Linked DNA regions of Oryctolagus cuniculus: region 1 is linked to region 2. A link is a contact called in public Hi-C data. All regions are on one chromosome and are shown on one strand. The core of a region is the stretch at or near the end of the contact, and the rest is flanking DNA. Distances in the headings are between cores, read along the strand shown.

Region 1 (7,499 bases), core at 1,291-3,790, 570 kb after region 2:
GGCTAAATAAGCCCAAGAACTGAGTGGCAAAAAGTAATCTTAAAGGCTTATGGAATATTTTACAATCATCACGGTAGGTGGGCTGAGTTGCCCACATCAGTCATGGAAAGGCGACAGAAAGAGGTACCTGAGAGCCCATGGGTTGGTCAGAGCACAGCTGAAGTGAGGCATCCTTCAGAGTTGTTGTAGACTGCACTTAATGTGAACACACCCACAAGAGGTGACTGCAATGCTCTTGCTCTCACAGCCAGCAGAGATCAGAGTCCCTCAGTGAGTCCACCTCACCCTATCCCTGGTTAGCCCTGCATGAAATTTATTCGGCTTGCCTTTGTTTTCAGATTTAAAACTGTCCTGGGGGACAAAACATTTTCTTTTGAAGGAATGCTAAGTTGCAAACCCATCCCCTAGCAAGGTGGCTGACACATGCTCCATTCCTTGGATGGTTTTGCTACTGGTGCTGTTAAAAGATCCCAGCTCTCTGGATGCTGTGAAAGACAGAGGACAATCTTGTCCAGAGACTAAAATCTATTCTCTTCCTCCTGCAATTAAAATAAGAAAAAGGGAGTGTTCCGATCGTGTTCCTATCCCTAGTTCTAATTCAGTCTTTCATCTTTCTTTCCAAGAAATTCCCGCTGGCACACGACACCCCAGGAACAAGGAAACCCCAAATCACATCTTGCTAAAATTATCCCTTGTGAACAAGTATTCCGTGTAGTACAGAATTGTACTAAAGTTTTTATTAATAGCCCAGTTTTGGGGCTGGCACTGTGGTGAAGTGAATTAAAGCCATTGCCTGCAGTGCTGCCATCCCATGTGGGTGCCAGTTATAATCCCAGCTGCTCCACTTTCTCCACTTTCAATCCAGCTCCCTGCTAATGCACCTGGGAAAGCAGTGGAGGTTGGCCCAAATCCTTGGGCCCCTGCAACCATGTGGGAGACCCAGAAGAAGCTTCTGTCTCCTGGCTTCAGATTGGACCAGCTCTGGCCATTGCAGCCATTTGGGAAGTGAACCAGCAGATGGAAGACTCTCTCTCTCTCTCTCTCTCTCTCTCTTTCTCTCTCTTTCTCTCTCTTTCTCTCTCTTTCTCTGTAACTCTTCCAAATACATAAAAATTAATCTTTCAAAAAATCTCAGTTTTGATTTTCTTATTTCCAGACTCATTGCACAATTTTTTATCTTGTCTTTATATTATCTATAGCTCTGTTTTATCAGAACTGAATGAATCTTGGGCTTTGTATTATTTTCACACCATGTAAAGAGAGATGAGGAAATAATTCCCCAGTCTCGGCCTTGCACAAAGGAAGGCTCAGTTAGGGAGCACTGCCAACCTCCAGATAAAATCTGTTTATAGGTTAGGAGTGCTTGCCATCCCTGCAGATCAGATGTCCACAAACACATTGCTGTATCGCCTCCTCTGACAGCTGCTGACTTAGGGGCGGTGACTTCACATCATCTCCCAGCTCACTGGATTTGCTCAAACGTCCCATTCTCAAGCAAAGAGCAGGTTTTCAAAATTCTACCTGAACCTGCCCTGGGAGCAGCACGCTCTCATGTTCAGGGGCAGCACGTGGCTGATGAAGTATTTGGTCTAATCTCGCAAGCATCCCGAAGCACCTGCGGGCGTGGAGGCAGAAACACACTTGCGCAATGGTGTGTGTGGTGCTGATCTGTCCACAGCTTATGCACCACTCACACTGGCCTGTGTGCTGTGCCTTCAACATACCACGTGTGATCCTGCTTCAAGATCTTTTTATTTCCTTGTCCTCAACTGGAGATAGAAAGATGGTTTGCCTCTTCCACAACTGCGTGCTCAGACGTCGCTTTCTTAGTGAGATGTCATCGGGGCACTCGATTTAAAGTTACAACTCTGCCCTCCCAGCACTCCACAGCCTTATCTGTTTCTCCCTTCTCTGTCACACTCACCACCTTCTCCTGGTTTCTAGATTAACTGCCTCTTATTATTCTTGAACACCAATATGCACGACACTCCAAGATGCTCGAAAAAAACATTTTTAATAAATGAATGAATTTAAAGATGATGTAACTGATGTCAGCTTATTATCTGGATATAAAGTTCAATGTGTCATTTTTTCAGCATAAGGCTGAAAGCTCTGTGTTCTTTCTAATATCCAATTGCTGGGGTTCCCCCTCCCCCAACAGATTTTTTAGCAACCCCCATGTCCAAGTATTAACATCTCACTGACCTTCTTTGTCAATTCTTGTTTGACATTTCCTAGCTCCACAAAGAGGGGTTTTCCAAGACAAAAAAAAAAAAAGAAAGAAAAAAGAAAAATCTCACAAATAAAAAAAAATTGGCCCTGCTGCAAGGATGAAGGGAAAGTGCCCCCAAGAGATCACGTAGACAAAAGGCAAGAAGAGCAGGGGCCGGGGCTGGAGGAGAGAAAGCCCAGGGCCCAAGGAGTTCCCTGCTCCTCTCCCCAGATGAAGTCTCTGGTCGGAGCCGGTCCACCCCACTCAGAGGGCCACTAGGATCCATGGCTGCTAGCCAGTGCTGTGCTGAACTCCCCAGCATACTGTGTCCTGAGCAGATGTCCGCAGGGAAGGGATGATTTCAGAAGATGGATCTGCCCCCGATGATTTCTCCTCTGGCCTTGGCTGGGGGACTTTTTCCATCTCCCCTAGTTTTTTTTTTTTTTTTCAGTCTAGATTTTTATGAGTTCTGAACAAGAGTATTTTAGATGTCCCTAGTAGCTGAGATCCAGTCTTAGACAAAAGTCCTCTAAGACTGAAATATAAATAGAGAAGCCTTCAGGATGACATCATGCTGTATGCACACCAGAAGTGACCACAAATAACCTACAATAACCTTTAAAATTAGTTTTTTCCTGACTTCATAAAACAATATTTTATTTGGCAGGCATATATTGGCAAGCTTCTTCAAGAGCTCTATTTGTTTTCTGTATCCAGGAAGACACAACCACTGTTTTCACATAGGTTTCCTTCTCTGCTGTGGTTTTGCCATTTTCTGCTTCTTTATGAGTGGCTGCTGCAGAATGTTTTTCTTGGGGACGTTTATTAAGAGCAGAAGGATATGAATGAACAACCATCCTTATAACAATGCAGGGCGGGTTTCTCCTTACCTTTCTCCCAAGTTCCAGGGACAGCAGTGGAACCGATCCACCACAACCAACTCGCTCTGTCCTGGGTTCTCTAATGTGTGGCTGGAGAACATATCTGAGAGTCCATTGAAGGAATTTGGTCCACTTGTCCTTTGATGCATTCCTTACATTCAAGATTAGACAGAGAATATAGCACCATGACACAGCTTGAAAAGAGGGTAAATCTCTTCCAGGCCAAAAAAAATTAAGCTCTAGCTTTGACAACACGGTCCCCTTAGAAAATAAAAGTGATATATTTTTTTCTAAGTATGCTACTGTATTAGAAAATGCTTTCTGGGAAGGAGGCAGGAGAGTGGAAAAGGAAGGAGGGAGGGAGAGTAGGTTGGGGAGGATGGAAAGTATCATTTTGTTCTCAAAACTGAATATATGCACTTCATGATATTTGCTTTCTTTGCATAAATAAGTACATAAAAATCCTTTTCCGAATCTAAGTTCCCACCCCTCGGTTTTTCAAAATCCTCTGCCATTTCCTAGAAGACGAAGAGGAGGGAGTATAAAATCTTCTCAAAGGCAATAAAAACAAAAATAAATATTTCTCAAATAAACAGCACTTCCAGCCTGTGCCACCGTATTTCATTTTCTTCTTTCTACCCCTGCTCACCATCTTCTCTCACACAGGCAGAGAGGAAGGTTCCAATAGTTAACCTTGTACTGTTGACCCAACCAAAATTAACTGGCTATGTAACAATTTAGTTGTCCATATAAAAACAGGAAGAGAGATTTCCCCAAGTAACCTTTATTCACCATGAGAAAAACAGCTGGCGCTCTCTCTCTCTCTTTCTCTCTAGCTGTGGCTCTCTCTCTTGCTCTCTCTCTCTATGTAAGCCCAGGGGGCATGGATGAAAGCATGTATGCTTTTTATCTCTTCTCTTGCAAATGGGTGGCTTTTCCAGTGGAAGTGTGCCAGTGCATAAGAAAGTCTCGTCAAAATATTTAAAATTCTATCTTTATAAGATGAGGTCGTTGAAGCAAAGCTTTCTCACCCCTGTTATGCGCAAAAAAAAAAAAAAAATCACGGCAAAATAACCATGGAAACCTACACCTCTTCCTCCTAGGAAAGGAGGGAGCGATTAATAAGAAACACTGCCCTTCCAACAACACAAATCCGAGCCTGAGTACCAGACTTCTTTTGTGTCCCTGCTTTTCAGTAGTTCTGCTACATTTCCCACAGTGCACTGCTGGGATTTTGTATTTTTTATTTTCGCTACGCATGCTCACACATCTGTTGCACATGTGTGATCAACCGACCGGAGTCCGAGCCAAATGTCCTGCAAAAACGGACGGAGTGGGTAGAGCATTCCTTGGAGAGTCAGGCACTGCCTCTGGTGGCCTGCCTCCAAGAGCAGTGGTGTAATAAAGAAAAGAAATCTGCTCATTTGAATTGCATGGAAATGAACTGTGTCCTCCCCTCAAAGACCATATGGGAATGATCCCTGGAGGGGTGGCGCACAACACCTAGGGCTGGCCGACTCCACTGGACGGCTGTAAACGAACCTGTGGAGTCAGACTGGGAGAGGCAGCCAGGCGGATGAGAAGCATGCAGCCGGAGGCAGGAGTCCTATCTGGTGGCCCTGCGTCACGTCTGAAGGAGAGAAACTCCATGGAAGCAAGAAACGCCAGCGAGCCAGCCGTCTTGCAGAAATCCTCCGTCTCCCATTAAAAAGCCATTCTTGGATCTCACCTCCGGTAAAGTGAACCCTGCTGGAGACAAGGCATTGCACCTGAGCAGTAGCCAGAGTTCCTTTGCAAGCAAATGAGCTCCGTGAGACTCAATGGACCTCTGCAAAGCAGAAAGGCAGTCTTCATAATCAAACCTGCACCAGAGCCCGGAGCCCAGGGACAGAGAAACCGGAGACGCCGGCTGTCCTGCCTGTGTTCTGGCAGGTCCCCTCAGTGAACCTGATCCAACCACAAGTAGCTGGTGACCTGCAGCAGACCTGTGACATCCTTAGGGGCCACACAAACACACACCTCGATCTTCTCTGATGGGGAGGGATTCAGATAACATCGGGAAATTTGTTATAAGATACAAATACATATATATGTACATCAAAAGATAGGAAAGAGTAAGCTAAGTATTGCTGTGTTTTTGGAGTATGGTCCTTAATTACAAGAAAATCCTCATCACTTTTACTAGTTTTAAAGTTTTCATTTATAGGGGCCGGCACTGTGGCCCAGCAGGTAAAGCTGCCACCTGCAGTTTTGGCATCCCCTATGGGCGCGGGTTCCAGTCCCAGTTGCCCCATTTCTGATCCAGCTCCCTGCTAATGTGCCTGAGAAAGCAGGAGAAAATGGCCCAAGTACTTGGACCCCAGCACCCACGTGGGAGACCCAGAAGAAGCTCCTGGCTCCTGGCTTCAGATGGGCCCAGCTCTGGCCCTTGCAGCCATTTGGGGAGTGAACCAGTGGATGGAAGACCTTGTCTCTCTGTCTCTGCCTCCCTGTAGCTCTGCTTTTCAAATAAAATAAATCTTTAAAAAAAATTTTTCATTTATATCAAAAGTGCAGTCCTGATTCCTTCTTTCATCTTCCTTGAGAAAAAGAACATAATTTCAACTCATTCAGTCTAAAATCAAAATACGTTATATAGAAAAAATTGGGGAAATCACCTTAGACAAGGTGTTAATCTTGCTTGTACTTTTTCTGTTCCAATCATCTGATGATAATGATGGTGCAAGAATTCCTAAGACTTTATTTCCTTCTCAACCTTCATTTTGTTGTTTTCTCTAAGCTCAAAGTGAAGTTATCCATATACCAAAATTTAAATTTTGAATCAATGTGAATTTTTTTCTAAGTTTCCTGAAAATTGAAGTCTCATTTTTCCTATCAGATATGACTTTGTATTTATATTTCTAAGATTTCATTACAATAATTTTGAGGAAATTCTGTGATCGTTACTTATAAAAGCAAGACATTGTGTAATGGGGTAATAGTAGATAGTACCTCCTGAAAAGTCTTACTAACAGCAACTCATTTAATCTACACCAGGACCCAGTAAGAGAGATATTAATATTAACTCTATAATTCACAGATGAGGAAACTGAATTCTATCAGAATTTTGTGATTTGTCCAAAGTCCATAGTAGATAGTATGCCTGAGGTGCAATTCCATCTCTGTTGTCTGGAGCCGATATTTGGGAGTGCCCATGACACCACTGTACTAGAAGAGTCTTTGGGTTTTTTTTTTTTTGTTTTTTGTTTTTTTTTTTGGTTTTTGAAATAGGATCTGGCATTGTCACTTTAAACCTGTCTTTCCTATATTCCAAGACTATCAAAAGGGGAAATTCTAGTTACTTCAACAACGTTGTAGTTCTTCTAAAACATCTCATGGGGCCAATGCTGTGATATAGCCAGTAAATCCAACACCTGCAGTGCCAGCATCCCATATGGGCGCCAATTCGAGTCCCAGCTGCTCCACTTCTGATCCAGCTTTCTGCTGTGGCCTGGGAAAGCAGTAGAAGGATGGCCTAACTCCTTGGGCCCCTGCACCCACATGGGAGACCTGGAAGAAGCTCCTGGCTCCTGGCTTCGAATCTGTGCAGCTCCAGCTGTTCTGGCCACCCGGGAAATAAACCAGCAGATGGAAGATCTCTCTCTCTCTCTCTCTGCCTCTGTCTCTGCCTCTCTGTAACTCTGCCTTTCAAATGAATAAACAAAACTTTAAAAAAAAAAAAAACTATGTCACTAAATATTTTTCCTTTCTTCAAATCTCAAGACTTCCTCTGATTGAAGTGCTAATCCATTGTCCCTCTGTTTCTTCAACCTTTTATTCCCATGGGAAAAAAGCCAAAATTCTTTCACCTTTCCATAGAAGTCATTTTTTTCTAAATCAATGTATTTTGCTAAAAGTAGAGCTCTTTGAGTAAAACTCATGTAGGTAAATAGCTGTTGTTTTAAAATATTTTGAAAAAACTCAATGTTTTTTAATGCAAGTCTGTCCATAAGGCTTTGCCCTCTGCTTGCTTATAAGTCATTTCTACTTGAGGCTCTCTATGAAGATTGGGAATCGCAAAAATGGCTCTTGGAAACCACATGGCAGTAGATAGCATTTCCACAGATAAGTGTATTTCATAATTCTCATAATAGCAACACAGATTTTTTTCACTATCATCAAATTTGATAGTGACACACCAAGGAAATGTCAGCCACTCTTCACTGGTGATAAAGAGGCCATTGGATTCTGAGGCCATTCTCCAATCTATTTATTGCAACCCTGTTCCCTGTGGCAACAGGGAAGCCCTGAGTACAAAGTGTGTGGGAAGATGTATCTCATTTTCACAGATCAGAAAGCTGAGCAGAGATATTAAATTCTATTTATGAGGTCAATGAAAATATCAGCAGAACCGTGATGAGCCAAAT
Region 2 (7,520 bases), core at 3,695-6,194:
GTTTGCTTTTTTTTTTCTTCTTGATAGTAACAAATAAAATATTTTAAAATTTTATTTTTGGATAGTTTGCCTTCCTGGCATCTTTTAGCTCAAAGGCTACAGAGAGTGAAATCCTTTGTAAAAACTTCTTAAAAATTACCAATATTTCTTAATTTAGAATTTTTCTCCACACTTTCCATGAAAAAAAAAAAAAAAGAATACTTTGCTGTCTTCATTCAGAATGCCACTACAGAAACATATTCTCCAAAATCAAGTTCATAACCTTTTACCTTTCTCTTAAGGGGCATCCAAGTTAACAATTATGTTAGTTTAAGCAGTGTTATGAGTAGTGGGTGAAGGAAAAGAACTGGCTGTTCTTTTTTGAAAGTCTGATATGTTATGCTCAGTCTCTCTCTCTCTCTCTCTCTCCCCTTCTCCCTCTCTCTCCTTTTGAGATGCACCTTTTTGCAAAAAAAATTTGATTTATATTTTCCTATGATAACTGTGTCCTTTTTGAGGTCACCCTGCTACTGTACTGAGAATGCATCTTATATTTCTGATACTTACCATGTTTGGTTAAGAGAATCTCACTTATAGCAAAAGAAAAACGTGAAAACAAAGCTGAATCATCCACTCCAAGTGCTGTCTCCGTGACTGTGACATGCATTGCAACTCAGTAAAATCAGTGATGCACCCACAATTGCACCCACTGGGCACTTCTCAGTCATCAAGTGATTTTAACAGTTTATCGGCTGTCTGATTTCTATAATCCTATACACTTAACATTCTCAAAATGAGCTCCGGCAACCAACTGAGTATTTTTCAATAACCATTTTACATCCAAGTCCCTTTATCCCTCGAGTACGCTGAATGTATTCATCATCTCCGTTCCAGAGAGACACGTAGTAGAGGAAGTCGTCTATACTTTTAAATTCTTACTTAAGACAATCTGGGAATTCGTTGCAAGTAGCTTGAGACGTTACGCTCCTCAGAGTGAGACTGCAATATGTAAACCTACAAGCATTTATAAAGAGTCCTTAGCATTGCTATTACTACCACGACTATATACCTAATAACCTACGTGACTCCTAGGAACACTATTGAAAAAACTTTGCTTTTAGGTTTTTGCTTTGTATCTAAGTCATGTTAAGTGATTGTATGAAATTATTTCACCTTTTCTCAGATATCTGTAAGCTTTGATTGCATTTTTTTTTCATCTACCTTGGTTTCTGCCTGGGCGGTTCATACAGACATTCCAAAGCAATGAGCACTGGTCAGAAGTAAAGCTCTTAAAACAGAAAAAGACGCAATGGGTGGGCAACTGGAATGAGAACATTCCTCAGCTCAAAGCATAGACTTCTCCTGGAATTTCTTTCGCCCTCTGCCTCTGTGGTAAATCCTAATGTACTGAAGATTCCGTCTAGTCACTGGTCTCCCTTTTTCGTGCATTTATTATTTGCTCAAAAAAAAAAAAAAAGGCAGATCATTTGCTGATTACAATTGTTTGGCTGCATCTTCATGCAATTTCATCACTTTCATGACAGTAAAAGACCATAATATTTTTGTGAACATTTTCCCATGCACCAGGCATTGCTCCTGCTAAAACCAGGAGAGCACAACCCTTGCTCTCAAGTTGCGAGCAGTCTAGGAGGAAAGGCTAGGAGGGAGGCAGGAAAGTATCACATGGTGATTCCCTGTCTGGGGCAAGCATGGGATCCCATGGGAGTGTAAGTGACGTGGTGTCTAACATAGGATTGGAAAACAGAGAGGCTCGATTTAAGAATATGATGTCAGTGCCGGCATTGTGGCATAGCAGGTAAAGCCACCACCTGCAGTACCAGCATCCCACATGGGCACCAGTTCAAGTCCTGGCTGCTCCACTTCCGGTCCAGCTCTCTGCTGTGGCCTGGGAAAGCAGTAGAAGATGGCCCAAGTCCTTGGGCCCTGCACCCACATGGAAGACCTGGAAGAAGCTCCTAGCTCCTGACTTCAGATTGGCATAGCTCAGGCCTTTGTGGCCAGTGGGGAATGAACCAGCAGATGGAAAACCTCTCTCTCTCTCTCTCTCTCTCTCTCTCTGTGTGTGTGTGTGTGTGTCTCTTTCTGCCTCTCCTTCCTTCTCTGTGTAACTCTGACTTTCAAATAAATAAATAAATCTTAAAAAAAAAGAATATGATGTCTATGTTCAGATCTAGTGAGTGGTCAGAGTGGCCCACTTGGAAAGGTCTCCAGCACCTGGGACAGGTGGGTAATGGTGGGTAGAAACCCCTTGTGGAACAAAGGGATAGCAGGTGGGAGGCCAGAAGTGTGAACAGAGAGACAAAGTCCTCTGTATCCAGGAAAGGAACTTGTACCTTATCCTCAGGGCAATATAGACCCAGTGAAAAGTTTCTATCAGATTCCTGTGATGCAAATGTGTGGCTGTGTTTGGGACAGTACTGGAGACAGGGGGTAGTACTAAAGACAGATGAGATATTATTAGAGACAGATGGCAGAACCGAGACCCACATGAGATAAAACTAGGGATGATGTTAATACTAACTAATACTCCAGACAGATGGAGTAGTACTAGACAGGACACAGTTAGGAGACCATTGCAGTAATCTGGAGATTTGTGTGACTGGAACAGTGATTTTACATGTGAATTTGATCGATGCAAAATTCAGTCTCCAGTAGACCACTAGATCACAACTCTGGGACAAGCCTGTGGTAGGGCAGGTGAGGTACTTACTTGGGCACAAGGTTTGAGGGGGGTGCCATAAACTCAGTGAGCAAGTGAAATAATAGGGTGACTTTTTTGTGAATGAATACAAGAGATCAACAAACCAAATATACAGTTTAAATAATGACAAGAACATGTATAAATTAAGTAATTCCCTATCCAGCAGGTTGCAGGGTATTCACTCAACATTTCTAGCCATCAAACTCACCCTGGAAGCCGGGAGAGCACACCTGCTGACATGGATGTTAAAGCATCATCCAGACCACCTGGTAGCTTCCCTTTGTGAATCCAGCTGACAATCAGTTCGAGCAGCATCAAGGAAATGAAAATCGGAGTTGCCTGGAAAGAGATGTTGCAATGATTAGTATGAAGTTATTCCACATTTCCTGCGCAGTCTTTCCAGAATCGGGAGGCACAATGTCAGAGGTGCAGCAGGAGAGTGTGTGCACATATCCATCAAGTTCATTCCCTACCCAACAGACTTTTAAAAAAGTCCAGCTCTTTTGGACACACACCAAATGTGCCCAAATTCTATTGCCAATTTGAAAATAAAATGGTTGTGACCATGGTAAGTTATGCCAAGAAAATGGATTAGGAAAGATATATTTTAAGTGAAACACAAAAAATACATATACAATAAGCTAATTCTTCAGAAGTCTTTTATCTACACTTCATGAAGCTTGCTCTAGGAATATACAAAATTCCAGCCTTTTAATTATGTGCTTATTTACTTTTCTTTTTTTAACTATCTTTTTTTTTTACCTATTTTAAGAGTTAGAGTTATAAATATATAGAGAGACAGCGAGAGATAAAGAGAGATTTTTCATCTGCTGGTTCACTCCCCAAATGCCAGACGTTTATGCTAAAATCATCAGAACTACTTCTAATGATGATGTTGAAAGAGTAGGGACAATTTTTTACTGAGAATTCTGATGACAAGGTCATTTTACATATTTAAAACACCATTCAAGTTTTATTCATTCAATTCTGATTAAGTATTCTTCAGGCTCCACTACTGATGTCTCAGACTTGGATTGGGTTTGGTGTTGTAATATAAATCGTAATGATTTATGAAGACACGAGCACCACACTTTTTCACTGAAGACTTGCTCAAAAGTATGTGGGTTTTCCTCATTTTGGAGTTTTGGTTTGGAGTTTTCTAAACAGAACTCCCAAGAACTGATTACGTGATGTCATTTTTGTTTTCTATTTCTGGCCTGCACTAGTCAAGTGTTGTAGGAGCAACTTTGACAGGGTGGAGAATTTCAGTGTTCAAGTTCTAATTCTGGATATTTCCACTTCCAAGCCCAGCCAGGAAGCAGCAGTGAAAAATACCCCTGCATACTTGAGAGTTTCAGAGAAAACTTGGTGCAAGTTCAACCTCGGGAAGGGAGAGCTGGACTCGTCGGGCAGCGCGTCTTACAGCCTGCAGAGCAGCGCCACCAAGTTAACGAGGACACAGTGCACAGGCTGAGCGCTCCAGAATGCCACTGCCACAGTCTACTGACGGCCTCTCCCGCCTGTTCCTCACTGAGCTCCCACCAGCCCGCTTTTCAATGCCACAGTGTCCCAGGAAACTTTCAAAAGCTTGTCATATCCTAGAGTGATTCATAAAGGAGGGCGTTTATACATAAAGACAGCTGTGCCTATGGCTTGCAAATCCAGCCCCATCGAACTGAACGTTAGAATTCCATCGTTTCAAGAATGAGAGCGAACAAATCCGCAGGCTATGTGGCCCTGGTTTTTACAGAGAAAGGAGCCAGAATAGCTTCTCTCTCTCTCTTCCCCACGGGCTCACCTGTTTTACGTAATCCGGCACCTCTTCTAGGGTCTGAAATGTTGTCTCATTGGGCTGTACCATGTAAAACATCACACGGAAGCCCTGGGAGATGGAGCCGGCCTGGGGAGCTCCTGGGTTCCTCATCTCTGCCCTCGGGAGACGCCCAGCTGGAGACTATTTGAGATTCCGTGGTGGAAGCCAGTGGCTGAACAACCAGGACGAGTTGTGCAGCAGAGAACAAGCCCTTTGTCTGCGGACAGCGAGAAACAAAGCTTACAGAGAGGGCGGCCAACGGCAGAGACAGCAAACACAGGGACCGAGGTCCCGTCCAGAGTCCAGCGGGCTCCCTCGCTCACACCCAGGTCGCAGGTGCACAGCGCTGCGCCACCAACTAAGGAAAAGGAAGAGAGCAGGAAAGCCACTGCCGTGCCTTGGAAAGCGAAAGGAAACCAGACGCTGAAAACGCAGGTGAAAGTTCACGCTGAAACACTGGGCCAACATTCCAGAGTCAAATCACAGGAGGAGAGTTCCTTCTCCCTTCGAAAAGTTCATTCGCTCAACGAAAATTATTGAAGTGCACTAGGAAGCAGAGAAAGTGATTGATTAACGACAGACCTGTGAATCCAGTGTAGGTTGAATTCAAAGCACCTACACTTATTAGTATATAATCTGCAGGTGCAAATGTATATATGATTCGTATATAATACCCGTATATAATATTGCTTAAGAATAACATCTCAGAGCTTGCCTGATTTTTCATTGAAGATAGAACAGCACCAACATTTCTGTTTGTTTTGATTCAAGGAAGCAATTTTGATTACATTAAAGATAACTTGTTGGCTGTAAGAAAAAAGAAAAACAAAGTGCACTGGGTTTAAGTTCACAGTCTTTTCATTGAATTGCATTTCCTATAGGGACAAGGTGCCTGCATCTGAGTATTAGCTTGAAAGACAGTGAGCAGTGAGCATTGAACTGGTTATTTATTGCTTGTGTAGTTCTGATTCTGAATCATAACTTCTGAGTGTCTGTTGACCGATTTAGAGGCGTTTGGTGGATGACATAATCTACCTTGTTTACTGGAAGGCTGGCCAGTGACACCCTATTCTTATCACCAGAATGAAGAAGCTGCTGAACTGTTGCTGTGAGACCTTATCTTTGTTTTCCAGAAAGAGCTGAAGTGATTGCACTTTTTAGGTCAACTATAAGGCACCACAGGACCCAGTGAGTTTCACCAGTGAATGAACAGAGCTGTCAAGAATAGCCCTGGATTTGACCCAGAATAATTGTGTTAATCCTGCTTCTACCTCATCTTTTAAGCATGTTTACATGAACTTACTGAATTTTTTAAAGATTTATTTATTTATTTGAAAGGCAGAGTTACAGAGAGGCAGAGGCAGAGAGAAAGAGGGAGAGAGGTCTTCCATCCGCCGGTTCACTCTCCACATGGCCACAACAGGCAGAGCTGAGCTGATCTAAAGCCAGGAACCAGGAGCTTCTTCCAGTCTCCCATGTGGACGCAGGGGCCCAAGGACTCAGGCCATCCTCTGCTGCTTTCCCAGGCCATAGCAGAGAGCTGGATGGGAAGTGGAGCAGCCAGACACATGGGATGCCGGCACTGCAGGTGGCAACTTTCCCTGCTATGCCACAGTGCCAGCCCCAAATTTACTTAAATTAGTAATACATGGTTGTTTTAGGAAAAAAAAAAAAGGAAACTAGTTAGGCATCAAGTAAATGACTAGTGAGAAAAGCTATTAACATTGTAAGTGCAGTCAGTTCTGCCTTCATGTGGCATATGTGTTCCTAAAAACCAGAAGACTTCGCAAAACTGTGCAGTAGGAACCATAGGACTTAGGAAAAAATGGGATTAGGGTACAGTAACCAAAAAGTTCATAATTGCTCACAAGGAAAACAGAGATAGAGCCAAATAAATATGGTACATGCTTCCACATGCTACATGGTTGGAAATGCATTAAGGGGCTGGTGCTGTGGCATAGCGGGTTAAGCCGCCACCTGCAGTGCTGACATCCCACATGGGCACCAGTTTGAGTCCTGGCTACTCCACTTCTGATCCAGATCTCTGCTATGGCCTGGGAAAGCAGTAGATGTCCCAAGTCCTCGGGCCCCTGTGCCCACATGAGAGACCTGGAAGAAGCTCTTGGCTCCTGGCTTTGGATTGGCCCAGCTCTGGCTGTTGTGGCCAGTTGAGGAGTGAACCAGTGGATGAAAGATCTCTCTCTCTCTCTCTCTCTTTCTCTCTTTCTCTCTTTCTCTTTCTCCCTCTCTTTCTCTGCCTCACCTTCTCTCTGTGTGTAACTCTTTCAAATAAATAAATAAATTTTTTAAAAATGCATTAATACTGGAGTAAGTATAGCATTTTACCTTGAAAAAGGCCTGGAATGTGTTTGTGGAAAGAATTTGGAAGATTTGCAGATTGTGAGTGAGTGTGGAGTGGTGGGAGGAGAGTTATGTAAAATTAGACAGAAAGTAGTAAGGAACTCATATACAGATACAATGATGTAATCACTCCTAATGCATAATTGAAATGAGAATGCTGGGAGAGGTAAAATGTGTGTGTGTGTGTGTGTGTGTTTGCATGCACTTCGTGTGTTTCTAAGATGCCTTTGGATGTCTTTCTATCCACGTGTCCCTCAGATCTTTGCCCAAAGCTTGCTAGCAATGGAAACTTGCCATAGAGTTTTGTCTTCTATGTACTTTACAGGGTACAAGGTGGAGAGGGCCTGAGCTGGGAGAGCCCAGTAGCATGCAGAACCTGAGGGAAGTGCTCACCCCCAGTGCTCGCATTTGCAATTAAGTGCGTACTGAAAGACATCAGATTTCTGCATTGAAATGACAGTTTAAAGAATCTTACTAGGAGTCTCTGGTAAATACTGATATTTGTGATCTAGAAAGAGAAAGCACACCGTTATTTGTTACTGTAAAAAACTGTCAGCCACAGCAGGGAATTGCAGTATTGAGGAAGCAGCTAATGAAAAATGAAGGGTCTTCTAATGGTAGATAAGGTGCTGCCACTACTCCAGG

The links. A called contact is a pair of places that touch in the nucleus more often than the background predicts.
Region 1: a contact with region 2 is called in a Hi-C map of an unstated tissue, with 2.5 times the contacts expected there. The contact joins the enhancer-like site here to the promoter of AGMO in region 2. A contact is called at or near these places in 2 of 6 Hi-C or Micro-C datasets (skin fibroblasts and an unstated tissue).

What each region holds. Positions count from the first base shown.
Region 1 is chr16:7,699,936-7,707,434 of mOryCun1.1, forward strand. It overlaps LOC138845847 (a long non-coding RNA gene), which reads right to left. Exons shown (of 2, transcript XR_011383048.1): 1 at 4,636-7,499; 2 at 1-3,244. Among named protein-coding and RNA genes, the nearest start is that of CRPPA, 360 kb to the right of the region's middle. Within about 2 kb of position 2,541, at least 3 of the 8 cell types and tissues checked have an H3K27ac peak or open chromatin away from gene starts, as enhancers often do.
Region 2 is chr16:7,122,897-7,130,416 of mOryCun1.1, forward strand. AGMO (alkylglycerol monooxygenase) reads right to left here and starts at 4,945. Exons shown (of 13, transcript XM_002720858.5): 1 at 4,500-4,945; 2 at 2,910-3,040. The coding sequence starts at 4,625.